Linked DNA regions of Mus musculus: all the other regions are linked to region 1. A link is a contact called in public Hi-C, Micro-C and promoter capture Hi-C data. All regions are on one chromosome and are shown on one strand. The core of a region is the stretch at or near the end of the contact, and the rest is flanking DNA. Distances in the headings are between cores, read along the strand shown. Region 1 holds the start of Helz (helicase with zinc finger domain). Region 2 holds the start of Rgs9 (regulator of G-protein signaling 9). Region 3 holds the start of E030025P04Rik (RIKEN cDNA E030025P04 gene). Region 4 holds the start of Arsg (arylsulfatase G). Region 5 holds the start of Dcaf7 (DDB1 and CUL4 associated factor 7). Region 6 holds the start of Axin2 (axin 2).

Region 1 (3,052 bases), core at 70-2,569:
TCTTGCTCCGGGGAGGCGAGCATCTAGAGGTCCTCAAACTCAGCAGTGCTGACACTGGAGGAAGAGAATGTATAGGGTGGGGGTGGGGAGTTAATGAACAGACCTACATTTCTGGCAGGACTAGGGCTGCAAGGAGCTGGTACTTCATGGAGCAAAAGGGGTGGTCACCTGAGCTAGGTGTTGCTCGCCTGAAGCAACGCGGGAGGGGCGGGGAAAGCGCTGGGCTTGTCTTGCAACCAGAAAGCAGATGCCCGCGGGATGCTCGCAAAGGTCTGTTGCCGGCGCACGGTCGCCTCCTACTTCCTGCGTCCTGGTCGCCTCCAAGCCACTCTGGACATCCCCCTCCTCTCTCTGCCCAGAGCCAGCGTGGCGCCCGCCCTCTACCTTGTCCCGCCGCCTGGGGTCGCCGCCTTGTGGGAACAGGACAGTTGAAACGCGGTAGGCACTACCCCCCAACCCACCCGGGGGACCCCCTCCCGGCCCAGGCGCGCATCCACGCCCCACCCGGACTCTGCAGCCGGGTTCTCTTGAGTTACCTGCATGGGGAAGTCACAGTCCACAATTTGGACTCTAACCCGGCTGAATTCTAAAGCCACATTCCTAGGGGAGGGGGTCCTCCGACCTAGAGGGTCGCAGATCACATTACCGGCCAAGAGGAGGGGACCGCGCGAGTAAACTGGGGTAAAAGTTGCATTTAGCTTAACCTTCCCAGATCCCAATTGCAGCTTTGCGGGCGGATTGACTCGGCGTTTCACCGAGTTCCTGGGATCCTAGGGCCCCAGAGTGGCTTCTTAGGATACCGACACTGTCCCCGCGCGCGAGTGCGACATGCCTGGCGGATGCCCCGGGGCGGGAAGCGCGAGCGGTAGCAAGGACCTGGAGCTGGGGGAACCGCTCGCAGGCGTGCGCATTCATGCGCTCATGCATCCCTGCATACATCTATGCATCCGCTAGCCGGCTCACACACCACCCGCGTCCGGGACACGCCGTGTTGATTGAATGCAGGAGTAGGGTATCTGGCTACTAGGGCAGGATCGCGGCGGGGCAGACAGCAGCTCGCGTAAGGAATGGGGGAGATAGGGACGGGGGTGGGGGGAAGAGAGAGCACCCCAAAGGCACAGTTGGAAAACTGGGTGTGTGAGTAGGGGTGTTCCTTGAGAAGTCTCGCAGGCGCTGAAGGGGGCCGGGCGGGCCTCTGGGGCCAACTTTCCGGAGGGAGGTGCAGCCGGAGGGGGCGGCGCCGGCGGCGGGAGGCGGGAGTCGGGGGCCGAGGGGGGGGGGGAGTCACTTTAAAGGCTCTTTCTTACCCATAATGCTTTGTGGGGACGTTGACAAGTGGATCCAAGATGGCGTAGAAAGTAATGACAGGTAAGTCCTGACTTCCCCGTTCTCCGCTGCCCGGGTCGCTTCAGGAGCCTCCAGAGCCATCCGGGGAGAGGCCCGGACTCTCCTCGGGTGCTCCGGGTCCGGGACAGCGCGGCCCCGGGGACAGCGGGGGATCCCGCCGGCCGCCGGCAGGGCCTGGGGAGCGGGGCTCTCTCAGAGGCGAGGCCCGGACGCTGGAGCTGTTTACTGTTTCTTCCCCTCCTCAATCTCCTTTTCCCTCCGCTGGGGGGCTGAGGTGCCAGGGACCCAGGCGGTGGCCCGAGGGTCCTTGCACACGCCCGAGGTTCGGGGGGACCCGGGAGCCCGCGCGAGGCTGCTCCGGCACGGGCCGACCCTGGGGTCCCCGCACGCCCCGCGCCCCAGGGTCGCGGCTTAGGGTGGGGAGCGGGCGGCCTCCCACGCCGCGCGCGGTGCAGCCCTCCGGGTTAGCATTTCCACCCAGGGTGGGGCGGCGACCCCAGGGCAGGGGACAGCACGAAAGTGGGTCAGGGGGCGCCCCTCCCCAGCAGAGGGCTCTGCTCAAGATTCACTGTGGTCCCCCTCTCCCCGCCCCCCTCCTGGGACATGCGTGGCCCGTGAGCACATCTACAAAAACAAATGCACAGTCTCTTCCTGGAGGTGTCTCCAAAGGCCCCTTTCTTTCCTTCTCTCTCTTTACCCTCAAGGGCTCGGACACATAGTCCTAAGTAGGAACTGTGATTTCTCTCCCCAAAATGAGTTGAGTCTTCTGCCCCCTGGCCTTTGCTGAGGGTCCTCACAGACAGGGCTGGAAGCCAGAGCCTTCAGATTCCTTTTGGGTTGGGAACCTTGTTTTTTTTTTTTTTTTTTTTTTTTTTTGTTGAGCTCCGAAATTGGCATCCTTTCTCCCTTGCAAAGTTACACTTTTTAGACAAGCCATTAGGATAATCAGAAGTGTAACTTCAGAGATAGTGGATGCCGGGAGCAGCCGGGGGAAGAGGGAGACGTTATCTGGCCTAGTTTGTTCTTGATTTTGCTCTCTTCACTCATATGAATAGCTTTTTTCCCCCCCTCCTTGATTTTTTTCTCCCTTCTTTTATTTTTGAAAGTAAGACTAATCAGTGTAGAATAGATGAGTTTATTATGTTTAAGGTTGAAGACTATTTTCTAATCTGTTGCTGAAAGAAAATATTTTCAATTTTAGGTAAAAGAAGCAAATTTTTTTCCCCTCCAAAGCTTCATCCTGTATCTTTTTTTTTTTTTTTTTTAAATAACTTTTTCCACTTGAAGTGTATCCATATTCTTTTACTAAAGGACTATAAAATGCTTGTAACTGGTAACAGCTCCAACTGGTGTTGCATACCATCTTCTTTTTCTGTTTGCTCCAGGAACTGGATGAAGTAATTGATCACTAATGAACTACAGAGCCGGTGAGATGTGCAAGGTGAGACTGAAGTTCAAAAACTACACCCTGTTTCCCCTCTTTCTTGTATCCAACTCAAGGGTCAGGGAAAGCTACTTTCCAAATAGATCAGTCAGCCGACTGGGATACAGGCAAGGCGAGATTTAGGAAAGACATACCATCCTTTTTAGTGGCTCCCACTTATTCATACGTACTGAAGCTTTTCTAGAGCTAAATGTTAGCTGTGGCTATATACTTGATCAATGTCTTTTCCAGGAGTAATTATAGTTTGCCTCTTCTCATTTC
Region 2 (2,989 bases), core at 382-2,881, 1.8 Mb after region 1:
AGTAGGGTGAATGCAGAGGCTGTGTAGAAGAAGAGGTTTGGCTGGGAGTAAAGGGGAGATGGGCTAGATGGGACTGGACAGGGTGTAGAAGGGGAGGCTGGGGTGGAGGTGAGGGGGGAAGGTTAGGATGGAGAGAATCAGAGGACAGGCTGGGGAGGAAGTGAGAGGGTCTGAGGAGGAGCTGAGGAAGATTGTGTGGAGGTACAGCATGCCGGGGGTGTGGGGGGAGGATGCTGGAGAGCAAGACACCACTCAGAAGGCCAAGGGAAAGGATGCATGGGAGTGATAAACACACGAGTGCTACAGATAGGTGCTCTAAGCTCCAAGCCAGGGCCGTCCTGCACGGCAGGAGAAGACCAGCCTAGACACGATCTGAAAATGACGTTCGACTTTGGACCACCAGACTTGGGCAGCCTCTTGTCCTTTCAGGAGCTGGGAGCTGCACTGTCTACTCTCCTGAGTGAGACAGTGTTCCCTTCTGTTTACGGCATGGCCCTTACATCTCTTCTATCTGGCTTCTCGGGGAGATGACCAGGTGTGCCGAATGTCCTGGTGTGCCCAGGTCTGTCCAGCTTTTAACATCTTGTAGATTAGGATACTTAGTCACCAACTGCACCCAGTTGCTAAGCTCCAGAGGCTCAAGGCAGGGAGGGCCCAGCTTGTCACAGAACATCCATCGGGCTAATTCCCTCAACAGGATAATCCTATGAAAAGTGGCATGAGCCAGAGGTAGGGCAGACAAGTGACCTGGGACTTAATCCTGTGAGTGTCTCTTCCCACACTGTCTAACTTAAAAGCCCAGAACTAAATGAACCACTTTGTCCCCAAACACGTCACCCCATAGGTACATTCCACCTCCCACATGTCCATCGGGAACGGACACCCTGTTCTGGCCATTAGCCATCGACAAGAAACGGTTCTAACTATACAGAAAACACACAGATTGCCATCCTGGGATCAGGGGAGGCTCTTGATCCCACAAATCACATTTTCCTGGTCTTTTTATACACACAGGCATACACACACTTAAAAATCCTGCTGTTTAGTATTGGGGGAAATGTTCATTTAATAGCCGATTCCTTGTAACAATATAGGCTGTCTCAAATCACCGCGCAGCTTCAAGCACTCTCCTGAGTAACAGGTTGTTTTTGGCCTGCAGCAGACCATCACGGCTGCCTTCGAATTCTCCACTACAGTTTACGCGAAAACCCAATCATTATGGTTTTTAAATACAACACATAGAGCCACATAGAAGTCATTTAGTAAAATTGGGCAGCGCGGATCGACCTAGATGGACGCCCTCTGCCCCTGCCCAATCTTCCCTTGGACACTCCACATACTGGGTCCCCGCCCACTTGCCAGGGTCCAGATGGGGATTCCCAGGGTACCTTTTGGAGAAATGCCATCCTCGGCCTGTACTGCTGGCCTTGGTGTCGGATCGTCATTCTGGACCCTGGATGAATTCACGACCACAACACGAATGGGAGCGAAAGGGGAAACCCCCAAGTTCACAAGCCAGCCTGGTCTGCCCCAGCCTGGGCGTAGACCGGGAGGCACAGAGAGCGGAGCGCGCAGGGCCCAGAATACCGCCCTCCACCCCTCGACTCTCCCTCGCACCCGCCGACATGCAAAGCAGCTGGAATTCGCGCCAACCAATCAGCGAGCAGCGCCGCGCGCTCATTAGCATGCACTGCGCGGGCTCCCACCTGCCACCAGGGGGCGGCGTCCGGCTCCACCTGGACCAAACCTCAGGTAGGAAGGCCAGATCAGGGATGCTGAAGCTAGAGCATCTGCCCCAAGGTGTGTGAGCCTGTTAATCTCTTTATATACAGAAGTGAGACAGAGCACAGTGGGAAAGGAGCTTTCCGACGCCAGCTTGCAGGAGAGTTGGACATCTTTGGGTAAGTCAGCGCTAAGAATTTCTTTATAAGAGAAGAGAAAATTTTAAACAGTTTCATGGTATCCAATAGAAGTGTCCATGAAGCTTCTAATAGATAAGTGAGCAACGCTGTGATTGTTCCTAGATAGATATTTAAGATAAAAAAAAATACCAGATGTAGACTTTTATTAATTGGCCTAACAAATAGACTAACTAGTAAGATGTTGGTTTCAAGAGAGGAAGAAGTGAAGAAGCCCATAGACACTCTTTAGCTAACTGTGTGCCCTTAGGCAAATTATATTTTACTTCTAATTCCCGATACTTGTATTTGTTTGTCTTTAATAGACTCTTAAAGGAACTTTTAAACTGACCTAAAAATTGGGCAGATGGGACAGAATAGATGCCTCCAGAGTGGCCACCTGCTCCACACATTCATAACCCCCCTCCAGGGTCAACCTGTCTGGGGAGATTGGTATGTGTCACCAATTGATGAGCCTATATTGGCATATATCCAGAAAAAAAAAAAAAGGATGAAGCCTCCACTTAGTCTACACAAGCAGGATAGATATACAATGTCGCATCTCGCATGTTTAAGTTGAAAAAGAACAAAGGGATTCGCCTTAGTGGTGCTCAGTCAACTGGTATACCTTTAGCATCTAAGCCCTTATCCACTATTTTTTTTTCCTTTCAGGCACATTTATTTGTAAGAATCCGTTGAACGCTGTGGACACTCTCAGAAAGCATGCTCACACACATGTTCACATAACACTGACTCCAGTTTGCAAACAATGTCAAAGTGCTCGTTTCCCCTGGGCCCCATGCAGAAGCCCCCACATCACAAACTTCAGTGAAAAGGATGTGAGCTCTCCAGGGATGGGTTGATGCAGAGGACCGGGGTTTCTGCCAATCATACCAGACCTCTGAGAAGCGTGTTCCTTATGTGAGCTGGGATCCCAGGAAAAAGCTGCAATGTCTTGACGTTTCCTCATGGAACAACTTCTGGGTTTAGTGTTACACGGAATACACATAAGCAAATAAAGCCAGCATTTCTTAGTTCTATAAATTCTGAGTAAGGAAAATAGAGGTGATTTCCTAAGGGGGTGGATTGGG
Region 3 (2,700 bases), core at 146-2,645, 1.6 Mb after region 1:
ACTGCAGGGATTACAGATATATACTATCGTGCCAAGTATGATGCCAGTTCTTAATGGGAAGGCCCTTTGTTTTATAGCAGGACATTTGGCGTGAAGGCCTATGAAAGAGCAAAGAATCAGAAGTCGGTCTGTAGCTGGGATCCTGTGCCTCCCCTGGAGTCTGCTGACTCTTGCTCTGAGGGGCACTTATAATGCTTGCTAGAGCAGACTTAGACCTCCACGACCTCAGGCAACCATGTAGCGCTCCGAGATCCCCTTCTCCCCTCTGTGACACTAGAATGGGCTTTACCTCCAGTCGTTGAAAGAAGATGTTGTATTTCAATGCTTTGTGAAGAGATTCCAGTCTATTCTGAGGGAAGAGCAATGGGTTCCTACATTCTTAGAACGGGGAGTGTTCTCATGACTTGGTGAGAAAAATTATCTTTGTGGAAGTGTGGCCCTCTGAGATACATAAGGTGGAAAAAGATGAGGTGTCTTCCTGAAGTCCTCGGTGAAGAAACCCCAGAAGAAACCCCACTTTTTTTTTTCGAGACAGGGTTTCTCTGTATAGCCTTGGCTGTCCTGGAACTCGTTTTGTAGAACAGGCTAGCCTCAAACACAGACATCTACCTGCCTCTGCCTCCCAAGTGCAGGGATTTAAGGTGTGCACCACCACGCCCGACTTGAAACCCCACTTTTGAAACTATGGTTTGTCATGTTGATGTCTCCTAAGTACCCATTGGCCTCGGGCCCCTCCTCCTAAATTCGTTTGATACGCTGTTCCTTACCAGCCAAAGTTAGAAGTTTGTATGTGGCTATTTAGTTTCAGTGGTTATTTAAAAAAAAATGTCACAGCTAACTCTCACCTGGGCCTTTTCTGCATCCTATTAGCTGTGTCCTCTGTGTCTCTGACGGCCACGCGTCTAACAGTCGGATCCCTTCCATCCTGGTCTTGGCTGAAGTTGACCCACCTCCTGCTGCTCCCAGGGGTGAGGTGGGGACAGTCCTTCCCCCAAATCTGAGACATGCTTACGCAGTATCTGAAGGGTTGACTAAACTCTGGTTCTTGGTATGTTTTTTTCTTCTTCTTTGGTGTTGTCTGAGACATCCATTCGAAACTCCCCAGATGTCAGAGCCCAGGAGTTACACGCCAAGACTTCTGTTCTCTAAGGGAGGAGGAAGCCCTAACATCTTTAGCTACTCACTCTCCTTTTGAGTAGTGCTCAATCCCTTTGCCCTCCTTGCTGCAAATCTCGCAGTCATCCATCTCAGAGCGTTCCCAGAACCAAGGGCAAAGCTCCAGCTGCCACTGGCCCCAGCAGAATGGGATCTGTTCCCCCTGGTGAAGCTGAAAATTCCTTCTCATCTTGGCAACCACATCACACCAGTGTGTGTTTGCTGATCTGTGGGCAGCAAAGACTCTGCAGCATTTCCCCTCTTACCACGTGCTCTGGTAAGTCATGTGTTCTTGTGTGGATCAGTCCCTGTCCCGTCCCCCCCCACACACACACACACCCTGCCCAAGGACGTGATCTAACGTTTGTTTACTCCAGAGGTCCTCTTGCATAACCCAGTCCTAGTCTCTGTCTCTTGAAGTGATTGAGAATCCAGAGTTGGCCATCCAGCTGTGTCTCTGGCTTTGGATCAATAATCAATTTGACCCTCATATTTTCTAGAGTTTAATCTAAGTCATTGATAAACATGTTGAATAGAAGTGGACACATGACACAGCCCCATGCTACTGAAAATCTTTCTGGGGTCAGAGTTCACATATTGATGGTCCAGCTGCCAGATGAGGCCTGCAGATGTGCTATGTTTGGACTGAATAATATTTTATGTTTCTTTTTTATTTTACCTTTGAATTAGTGGCCAACACTGGATTATTTTTTAAAGCTTCTCCTGAACGATTGAAGCTATGTCAACACCAGAACCACAACCCAACAGCTGGAGCAGCTGTATACAGTTATGTAGGTTGTAGACTATGCACTCTACCTGGGACTCGTGCAATGAGCACATCTGGTAGTCGATACACAGGCTCTCTGTTTGGCCTCTGTCCCAACTGTCCCCTGTTATCAGGCACACAGCCCACTCTTACTTATTGACGATATCTGTCTCATTCCTGAAGGTCTCCATTTAGGAGATTCTATATCCTGTTTATCAGCATCCTTTGGGTACAATCTGTCAGCTGGTTATAAATCTAACTAATTGCACCATTTCCCAGGCCGTGTAATCTCTCTGGATTTTATGAGTGCCGTTGCCAGATGCTGTATAAAGCTTGGTTATTAGCGTCCATCCCATGTCCTTGGAGTGCTAGACTCTTAGGACTGAGGGAAACAGAACTGCAATGGCCTTCGCCTGGCTTGGACTTGGGATTCTATGTATTTACTTCTTGAGGAACAAAGGCACTATCTTGTAAACATTGTTTCTAGGAACTTGGAATCGAGCCAGGCATTTGTCGTAACCTCGCCAAGCAAGCATGCAGAATGAGACCCTCCATCCTTTGGAACTCTTGGAGGTGGGCTTCACTTCCTTTCTTTTCCAGACCCTTTGGCTGTTCTCTGTAAGGTCTGATTTGGAGTCAGGTTAGCAACTCATCTTAGGATCCTTACCATGTAAGACCTTAAGATCATGGCTGGAATCATCTGCCTACTAAGGCCAGTAAGTATTTCATGTTTGTCTCCAACCGATGCCTTCTTGTCAATATCGTCTGCCCCAGTCAAG
Region 4 (3,008 bases), core at 122-2,621, 1.9 Mb after region 1:
TCCTAAGGTAGAAATCCCCTTCCCGTCAAAAGCAGCCAGCACAGTGCCTAGCTGTACAAACCACCAGCTTCCAGGTTAAGGAGTTGTAATGGGTTCCTCAATTCCTACGATCTTCCCCCCTACCCTGTTGTTCGATGACATTTTTACACGCCATCTAACAAACTTCTATCACTTGTCTGCTGCGGTGCAGGGATTGAGAACAACCCAGAAGGAAATTAACCTATTTCCTCTTTAAAATCATTCTCCCCCCACGCCTGGAGCCGTTCAGCTGCACGACACTTTGCTGCCGCTGGTAGCCCGGCGGACCTTGGAAGTTGTGCGGGACCGACCAGCAGGCAGCAAGCGGGTGACAGTGCAGCCCGGCAAGGTGTGGGACCCACGCTCCGAAGGGAAATCTGTCTCTCTCCGGGACCGCCCTGGGGAGGGGGGTAACAGGGATGGAGACCCGAAGTTCCACTTTTCCCTCGTGCTGCCTCAGTGGCCGCCTTGGGTGCGCGCGCGAGCCCGGGGAAGGAAGGTACCTCTCTGACATTTCGCTCTGCTGACGCGCCGGCAACTTCATGAGGAAAATCCAGAGAGGGTCTGAGACGGTCGCCGGACTCGCCTCACAGCCTGGCTCCTTTCACCCCGGGTTGGGGACGATCAAAGGCCAGGGCACCCTTTAAGGTATTTCCTGGAACCCATCTATACTTAGGGTCATGGACATTCAACTCTCAGTTGCCCACAACTGCCCGAGCGCGTCATCCCAGTGGCTCCGAACACTCCCAACTGTCAGAATATTTTTCGGATTAACCTCTTTAAAATGTTAAAAGCTTTCCTCCTCCCCGCCCTTAAAAAAAAAAAAAAGGCCCCAACACATATTAAAAAACAAACAAACAAACACCCATACCCCACAATCAAACTTTTAAGCGTGTAAAATAATAAAACCAACTCACCAAGTTAGAAGGGAAGAGAATAAACCCCAAAAGGCACCCAATAAGGCGGAGGCTGGGCCTCCGGAGCCTTCTTATAAACCGCTCCGTAACATGAGAAAAAGGTTTAACCCCTTAGGGCGTGGGCCAGAGTCTCTATCAAGTTGGCTCCGGGCGGGGAGCCTGGAGTACCCTGGCCCCCAACCCACGCCAGCCTCGGCCACCCGAGCCACACCCTCCCCCCGCCCCCCAACCCTGTCGCCTCCTCCCGGGCCGTGCGTGCCGCCGCCCGCGCCCCGGCCCCGCTTCTCTCTGCCTATCTCTTATCCTATACCGGCTGCAGCCGGTCTCCGCCGGCCTCGGGGGCGCGCCGCCGACCATGTGCTGGGAGCGCCGAGCGCCTGCAAGGAGGGGGCCGGCCTGGTGCGCGCGCGCGGGCCCACGTGGATCGGGGCCGCGCAAGGCACGCGCCCCGCCTGCCGGCTGCCGGGGCTGGGGGTCACGGAAGGTAACCGCGCTGTCATCGCGGGTCGCCCATCCCCGCCGACGCCTCTGGGGTCCTTGGCCCGACGCCCTCATCCCCTCATCCGCGCGTGCCCGTGTGATCCCGGCCCGATCGGACCCCGGCACTTAGCTGCAGTGCGAGCGGGAGCGCGATCGAGCCCGGGGCGACCGAGTGCGCCCCTGCACCCCCTCTCCGAGCGCAGCTCCCGGGTCCGCCCGCGCCCTGAGGATTTGGGGAGCCAGTGAGGAGGCTGGGGAGGGGGGGTTGGGAGGGCAGGGGAGGCGCGCGTTTGGGCTGGTCCCGCGCGTCCCTGGTCCCGGACTGAACAGGTTCCTTCCAGTTTGGGTGTGAGCGGAGCACGCGCGGGATCCCGAGTTCCTCCTCTAGAGACCACTTCCCCCCCAAATTTCGTCAACTCGCGCGCCCCGCCAGTTCCCCTTCCGGGCATGCGGGGGGAAGTGCCGCAATGGGCCCTAAGGAGCCCGCGGCTGGGTTGCTGCCGGTGCACTGTCGTGTTCCCCCGCCTCCCCTCCCCGTGCTGCCTTGTTTGCAGCCGCAGCAGCCACCAGCCGCCAGCATCCGCGCTGCGCGAAAGAGATGGGAGAAGCCTGGCTGAGTCAGCATCTCCGCTTCTCCGTGCGCGCGCACCCGCCTAGGCGGGAGGCGGCGTGAGCACAGGTGCACGGCAGCCTTAACCCCCCCCCCCCCCAGGAGGCTTCTGGGGGGATCGAGACCCCCAAACCTCCAAGCCCCCTGATCCCAAAGGTCACTATGAACTAAATGGATGCTTCCGGAGAAGCCCGAGTTATTCCTGAGGACAGCGCGTGTCTGAGGATTAGGGACTGTTCAGAGCCAGAGGGGGCGCAAAGTTGGTTTCCTGGACTCCATCTCACACCTCTGGAGAAAAACTGGGTACTGCCTCACAGCAAAAGCCCTGTTCCTCTGCATTCCCCCCCCTTCCCCCCTCAGACTTAGGCAACCCACGTCGGTTGATTGTGGCTCAGAGATTGTCTTTCTGATGTTAGAAACTGCAGAGAACCTACTTTGGGAGTGTGCCTGAAGGGTCGCCACCCACCGGGAGGAGCACCGGTTCAAAATTTTAATAAAAACCTTTCCTTGCTCTGTCATTTCCCCCAGGATTTGGGAATGCAGTCACCCAGTGCTGTCAATAGGCTCTGGTGTGGCTAAGTGAGGAGGCAGGTGTATTGGTGCAGAGTGTGTTACTCTGGTCACTGTAGTCCAGCCAGGCTACCACTGAATAATAACTGGCAAATTTGTGGGAATAATTAAACCTTTACCCCATCCCAGACAGGTGTAGTCCACGCTGGCTTCAAACTTATATTTGACCCCCCCCCCCCCAAATCCTGGTTTGTTTGTTTTTAAAAAACACGATCTCACTAGCCAAGCCAAGACTAACCTAAAACTGAAGATCCTCCTGTCTCGGCCTCCAAAGTGATGGGATCGCAGGGTTCTTTTTTCTTTTTCTTTTGGTTTTTTCAAGACAGCTTTGAAACCAGGCTGGCCTCTGCCTCCCGAGTGCTGGGATTAAAGGCGTGCACCACCACCGCCTGTCGCAGGCTTCTTTTTCTTAA
Region 5 (3,050 bases), core at 87-2,586, 1.5 Mb before region 1:
AGAAAACTATGGACCAAATTTCCTGATATGCACAGAAATAAAACGTTTCAATAAAATACACACCTAGGTATCCAGTTAATTTTCTTTTAACTTTTATTATTTTGAAACAGATTCTCAACTAGCCCAGGCTGCCTCTAATTGGCTCTGTAGCCCAGGATAAGAGTGACTTTCTGGTTCTCCTGACTCTACCTCCCAAGAGCTGGATTAGAGGTGTGTAACACCATGCCTAGGCTCTATGTAAAAATAAAAGTGCCCAGTAGACTTGTTCATACAGGTGGCCATTACTAAAAGATGGTTGATAAGTGTATACTATTGTCCCTCAAGGCTTCCAAGTGTTTGTATCCATTAAAAATTGTATTTTACAGACTGGAGAGGTAGGATAGCCCTATGGGCACTGGATGCTCTTGCAGCAGACCTGGGTTGGATTCCCATCTGTAACTAACTCCAGTTCCAGGGGATTGAATGCCTCTTCTGACCTCCGTGGGCAACTGTTCACATGTAGTACACTTACTTATACTCGGGCACATACAAATACACGTAAAATTAACGTGTTTTAAAGTACTGCCTAACAATTCAATACAACCCCTTTCAATATCGTTGAAAGAATTTACATTTATATTGGTGTACCTAGATCCAGGTTTTTCTGCATTTCAAACTCATGGCATATAAGCATTTAAAGTTGGATTACCATTTGGCTTCTGAACATCCCAGAGGAAGAAGGTAAGTGACTAATAGCCAGGTCATTTGCAAATCGATCCCAGAATTCAGGAGTCTCTTTAGTGTCTGTAGGAAAGCGCAGGAAAGCCTTAATCAATCTAGCCTGTCCCTGGACGTTTCTATCATGCCTGAAAGAGAACAGTTAAAAGGTGGGCATTGGAGCTGGAGAGAGTTCCCGTTTGGCAAAGACTGAGGGACCGCCGGACATAGGGAGATGTAATAAACGCAGGTGGTCCTCCATGAAGGTAGGTTTGACAGTTACTGTCAGTGGAGAGAGGTGATCAGAACAGCAGCAGCAGAGGAGAAATAGCAGGCTTTACTCTTGGCCTAGAATTTGGATCAGTAGAGGGGCACACTTGCCCCCATGCCACCCACGCCCCCATTCACCCGCACTGCGCCGTTATCCCCTTGACTGACATCTTGGGTAGCCAATGATCTTTGGGACTTCAAAAGAGCCCGCCTCCAGGAGCTGGGCGGGGCTAATGAGCAGAATGACAAACATTTTCACCAATAGTAAGGAGGGCGCGGGCGCTACAACTGTGTCGACCAATGAAAAGAAGGAACAGTTTGGAAAGGACGTACCCGGCAGCCAACGCTCGTCGCCGCTGCGGGGTCGCGTGGCTTCCGTTCCGAGAGGGCGGGCCGGCATCCCAAACGGAAGGTGGTAGCGCTGCCCGAGCTGGTTTGAAACTGGTGGTCGGGCCCGGCCGAGTGTGAGTGTGTGTAGCCGAGGACCCGCTGGAGGGCTAGGCCGTTCTTGACCGCCCCGGCCCCGCCTCCCCTCGGACCCGCGGACCCAAGCCCGGGTCCCCGCCTGTCTTGTGCCCCAGCCCGCTGCCTCTCTGGCCGGCTCTGCGGCCCAGCCGCCACCATGTCCCTGCACGGCAAACGGAAGGAGATCTACAAATATGAAGCGCCCTGGACTGTGTACGCCATGAACTGGAGCGTGCGGCCGGACAAGCGCTTTCGCCTGGCGCTGGGCAGCTTCGTGGAAGAGTACAACAACAAGGTGAGTTGTGCCGGGGCTCAGCGTGTAGCCGGCGGGGAACGCTCGAGGTGGGCGGCAGCCCCGGTCCCCACAACTCTCCTGCAAACTCGCCTTGACCACAACAAGGGGGTGGGTCCTCTGTGGTCCTGTCGCTGAGGTTGTCACACTCGTTGCCTCTTATTTAGTTTTGACAGCCGGGGGAAACCGAGGCACGGTGTTGTGACATGCCTGAGGCAGATAAGATTTTCGATGGTAGTAGCAGGTTTCAGATCGGAGTCACACCCCCAAAGCTATGTCCTCCGTCCCTCTCATTTCCCCCACTCCTGTCGCAGTGCTTCTGTTGCTAGGTGGGGGGCGGGAGAGAGGCAGTGGAGGAAGATGCGGCGCTTGGATTGGTGGTCGTGCATTCCTGGCCACGCGAGATTTCTGTTAGGGCTATTTATTGCAAGATCTTCCCCATCTCAGGTGTTTCTCATGGATACAGAGCCCTAATGCTAGGTTGTCATTGGTCATTGGTTTTGCTCCTTGATGTTCACCCTCCCCCAAACAGCCTATCCTTGGAAACCTTAGTCTGTGGCATTATCCCGCCATTATTTCTGAATAGAGAAAGATGACGTTTGACCTGTTCTTTTCGTGGTTCTTTACACATTCATTTGCAGCATTGCTGGACATCATCACTTCATCAAAACACTGGCAGAAGGAGAGAATTTTTATATGCAGGGTATAGGTTTGAAAGTATTGAGAAGAATTTTCTTTCCCTAATCTCTTACCTTCATTCTTTTGTTGTAATTTGAGTTAAAAAAAAAAAAATGAATGACAGTAATCAGAGATACTGAAAGCTTTGGCCAGTGGTATTTATAGCCAGTACTCTGCCTTACTCTTATGAACATCAGACTGGAGACAAATGACAAGATGGTGGGAGCAGTGGAAGAAGTAGGTGGTCTAGGATTTAGCTATAAGGCATTGAACAAACCAGATTTTATTATTTTTGACCCACAGTGATCTAGGAGAGGGCTTCTGTTTTATATGTGAAGGGTCAGGTGAAAACATTTGAGCATTTTAGGTTTGTTTATGGTATTTCGGGAGCACATGTGTTTCTCTGGGAAAGGGTCACCATTTTTTGGCATCTTCTTTGAGAAAAGGGTGAAAAGGATGGCCTTTGATTGTCTAGACGTCACACATACACCAGCAGTTTACAGTCCCAGGGAGTGTGTACCGAGCCGCCCTTTCCTAGTGAAGAGCCCTATTTCTTGTCTCCTCTCTAGTGGCTTTTTTTACCCCCACAGTGGCAGTAAAACTGGAGCTGGGCTTCAGGGTCCTGGTGTGCATAGTGTCTTATGAGGTT
Region 6 (2,936 bases), core at 391-2,890, 1.4 Mb after region 1:
GAAGGCAGAGAGAATGGAGAGCCACCCAGTATCCTCACACCTGGTAGTTGTCTCAAGATACAGATGCATTATGGGAACACGCTTCCTCTGGTCTTCCCCGGAAGGACCACATTTCACAGCCGGGACTGCTGGCTTTAGAGAGGTCAGCTCTGGTTGCAAGGAAACCCAGGTACATTGACCATGGAGGAAGAGCAGGAGGATGAGACCCACCGGGCCTCCTTTCTAGGCTGTGGAATTTGAGGCCTAAGGTGTGTGAGCTCTCTGGCCCTTTGCTGCAGCCCGGGTTCTTTCTCCAGTAGAACATGGGGGACACTTTTCCCTCTTTGGACAGCCATGTTTCTTACCTGTTTCAAAGTCTCCAAAGCGGAATGTTCGCCCTCCCTTCAGAAGGCCAGGCCCTTGCTTCTCTCGGCTTTCCTCTCTTTGGATTACTTTGCCCTGGGCTCCGCTGTTGATATTTTGTTGCTGCTGTTGTGTTACTGCTTTGTCTCTGAGAGATTGAGCCTTAGGTAGCCCAGGCTGGCTTCCATTTTACTAAGTTGGTCTTGGAATTCTCATTCTATTGATTGGCTCTACCTTGGGGTGGCAGCCATGTGTCACCAACTCTGGCTTATGTGGTGCAGGGGTTGGGGCGGAACTGAGCGTTTGTGAAGTAAGAACTCTATCAGGCTACCTACTCACTTCCATTCCCCCCCCCCCCCCCCCCCCGCAAGTTTATCAGCTCATCCACGGGGAAATGCTCTACAACAACAGATGAATGAATAAGTGTTCTGAACTTATGGCATATTTTTTTAAGGCCCGTGCCTTATAAATATTTTGGGGAGAATGTGGAAAGGAATTCGAAGGTGACAGTGGGGTGAATTTTTAATACTTTAACACCGCGTATGTGTGGGAGGCATTCCACGGCTGTTTAATAAGTAACATATGGGATGGTGGCAGCCCTTTGGGAGAGTGTGGTGGGCACGGATTTGTTGGGGAAAGAGGTCCATGAGTGTGCAAGGAAGGTGCTGACTGATGTGTAAGGTTGCAATATTGGGGAACTGAGGTGCGCACCTTGATTCCACTGTGGAGACAAATTCACAACCGCCCATCTTCATCCAAACACAACTGTCCACAAACTATTTCTATATTAGTGCAAATAGATACTGGAGCACAAGTGCACACACACACACACACACACACACACACACACACACACACATACACACACATCATGCCTTCTGAGTCAGAGTACGCCCTAAGAATTGGCCAGCGGATCTAGCTCCTACCAGAAGGCTCTCCAAATTCCCAGGGAAATTTGAAAAAAGGTAGGAACGTGTTTGATTTGATGGAGGGGGGCGGGGGGGGGGCGGGTGCTTTATTGCAGTTCTTGCAATGGCCAGAGAGAAACTGGCATTCTAGAGCTGGAGAGCGCTAGGTAGGCAGGGGGAGGAGACATGAGCAGAGGCTGGAGAACTTGAAACATGAAATCAATCAGAACTCCGGCCGAGAACACCCCGGGGCCGCCAGCAGCCGGCGGGGGGCAGACGAGGGCCAAGGAAGGGTTAACGCGGGAGCTGAGTGTGCCACGGGGGCCGGGCCGGGGCGGGGCAGAGCGGGCGCGCGCTGTCCCTTTAAGGCGGGCGGCGCGCGGGCCGGCCGAGCGCCTCTGTGATTGGCGCGGCGGGATCACTGGCTCCCCGAGCCCGGCCCGGGGGAGTCGGCTGGAGCCGGCTGCGCTTTGATAAGGTCCTGGCAACTCAGTAACAGCCCAAGAACCGGGAAATAAAAATAAGCAGCCGTTCGCGATGGATTTCGGGGCCACCCGGAGGCCGAGGCGTCCGCCTCCCCAAAGGAGAGCTTTGCTGTAAAAGGTGGGGTCGGAGGCTCGGTCCCGTCGCAGCCGTTTCTAAGAAAGCTCCGTGCGGCCGGGGGCGGTTGGCAGCGGGGCGCGGGGCCGCGGGAGGGGGCGACCGGGAGCAGGCCGGGGTAGTAGAGGGGTGCGGATTGCACGGCCCCCCAAAAGGGGCGCTGGAGCGCGCTGGGCTGGCCCGGGTGCGGCTCGCATACCTCCCTTCCAGGACCGTGCGCTCGGCTCGCGCCTTTGAAGTGCACAGTTAAATCCACAGCGCAGTTTTTGTTGGAAGCGCCCGGAGGACATTTGGTGCGCCTAGTGACTGCTGGAAACAGGACCTGGGTTGAAAGCCGGCCGGGCGGGGGCCGGGGGCGGCCGCGGTGGGGGCGGAGGCCCACTCGGATCTTTTGCATAAAAGGGGCAGCGGGGCGCACGATCCCCCCCCCCAAAAAAAACCCGGCGCAGACCTCGGGATCGTTGTTTTCCGTGCACCCCCTCCTCCGCCTCCGCGAGACTCCTCATGTTCCCCACGCCCGGGCGGGCCCGGGGGGGCCCCGGGGCAGCCTCTGCGAGTCCAGCGGGGGACCCGGGCAGGGGCTCTGCCCGCGGCGCCTGCGAGGTCTCCGCAAGGAGTGCGCCAGCGGATCAATGGTGAGTGCCGAGGCCGCGGCGGTCCGGCGGCCGGCGCGCTTTGATGTGCGGGGCGGCGCTTTGAAGTTGGCAGGCCGGCTATTTCGGGGCGCGCTCCGGGCCCGCGCGGAGGGGAAGCGGCGGGCTCGGCGCCCAGCGCTCCGGGGGGTTTGGCCGGGCGGCCCTGCGCGCGGTGAGCTGGAGTCCCCTCCCCTGCGCGGGGTCCGGGGTGGCGGGGGGCCGGTCAGGGAGACTTCTCCAAGTGGCGTTGGGGACGGAGGCGGAGACGGGCAGCTCGCCCTCGGGGGTCGAGTCGCCGTGGGTGTGGATGAGTTGGGGTGTGCGTGTTCATGCGAGTGCTTTTGGAAGGTGGGATGAAAGGGTGGCGGCGCCCCCCGCTTGCCCTCCCCGCCCTTCCACCGCCCCCTCCCACTTCTTTCCCCACTAGTCTCCCCCTCCCATCCGCGGGTCC

The links. Promoter capture Hi-C pulls out the DNA fragments that hold promoters and counts their contacts. A called contact is a pair of places that touch in the nucleus more often than the background predicts.
Region 2: a contact with region 1 is called in a promoter capture Hi-C map of stem cell-derived epiblast-like cells, with 7 times the contacts expected there. The contact joins the promoter of Rgs9 here to the promoter of Helz in region 1. A contact is called at or near these places in 4 of 39 promoter capture datasets (frontonasal cranial neural crest, hippocampal neurons, liver and 1 more).
Region 3: a promoter capture Hi-C map of liver shows a contact between it and region 1, with 2.5 times the contacts expected there. The contact joins the promoter of E030025P04Rik here to the promoter of Helz in region 1. A contact is called at or near these places in 2 of 39 promoter capture datasets (hippocampal neurons and liver).
Region 4: a promoter capture Hi-C map of the HPC-7 cell line shows a contact between it and region 1, with 6 times the contacts expected there. The contact joins the promoter of Arsg here to the promoter of Helz in region 1. A contact is called at or near these places in 7 of 39 promoter capture datasets (the 3T3-L1 cell line, the C10 cell line, the HPC-7 cell line and 3 more) and 3 of 115 datasets of contacts at active chromatin or transcription factors (embryonic stem cells and large pre-B cells).
Region 5: a Hi-C map of CD8 T cells shows a contact between it and region 1, with 4 times the contacts expected there. The contact joins the promoter of Dcaf7 here to the promoter of Helz in region 1. A contact is called at or near these places in 1 of 39 promoter capture datasets (pre-B cells) and 1 of 484 Hi-C or Micro-C datasets (CD8 T cells).
Region 6: a contact with region 1 is called in a Micro-C map of embryonic stem cells, with 4 times the contacts expected there. The contact joins the promoter of Axin2 here to the promoter of Helz in region 1. A contact is called at or near these places in 3 of 39 promoter capture datasets (embryonic stem cells, hippocampal neurons and liver), 2 of 484 Hi-C or Micro-C datasets (both in embryonic stem cells) and 3 of 115 datasets of contacts at active chromatin or transcription factors (all in embryonic stem cells).

The regions. Positions count from the first base shown.
Region 1 is chr11:107,546,614-107,549,665 of GRCm38.p6, forward strand. Helz (helicase with zinc finger domain) reads left to right here and starts at 1,320. Exons shown (of 33, transcript NM_001368755.1): 1 at 1,320-1,368; 2 at 2,733-2,788. It overlaps Gm39426 (a long non-coding RNA gene), which reads right to left and starts at 1,381. Exons shown (of 3, transcript XR_003949607.1): 1 at 1,308-1,381; 2 at 169-410; 3 at 1-54.
Region 2 is chr11:109,296,550-109,299,538 of GRCm38.p6, forward strand. Rgs9 (regulator of G-protein signaling 9) reads right to left here and starts at 1,632. Exons shown (of 19, transcript NM_011268.2): 1 at 1,389-1,632. The coding sequence starts at 1,445. It overlaps Gm39441 (a long non-coding RNA gene), which reads left to right and starts at 1,681. Exons shown (of 3, transcript XR_880277.3): 1 at 1,681-1,901.
Region 3 is chr11:109,142,974-109,145,673 of GRCm38.p6, forward strand. E030025P04Rik (RIKEN cDNA E030025P04 gene) reads right to left here and starts at 1,396. Exons shown (of 3, transcript NR_037978.1): 1 at 846-1,396.
Region 4 is chr11:109,472,003-109,475,010 of GRCm38.p6, forward strand. It overlaps Arsg (arylsulfatase G), which reads left to right and starts at 1,372. Exons shown (of 14, transcript NM_028710.3): 1 at 1,372-1,419. Slc16a6 (solute carrier family 16 (monocarboxylic acid transporters), member 6) reads right to left here and starts at 1,596. Exons shown (of 6, transcript NM_001029842.2): 1 at 1,246-1,596. The coding sequence starts at 1,490.
Region 5 is chr11:106,035,536-106,038,585 of GRCm38.p6, forward strand. It overlaps Dcaf7 (DDB1 and CUL4 associated factor 7), which reads left to right and starts at 1,337. Exons shown (of 7, transcript NM_027946.3): 1 at 1,337-1,726. The coding sequence starts at 1,589. It overlaps Kcnh6 (potassium voltage-gated channel, subfamily H (eag-related), member 6), which reads left to right. Exons shown (of 13, transcript NM_001037712.2): 13 at 1-59.
Region 6 is chr11:108,918,709-108,921,644 of GRCm38.p6, forward strand. Axin2 (axin 2) reads left to right here and starts at 1,641. Exons shown (of 11, transcript NM_015732.4): 1 at 1,641-1,853.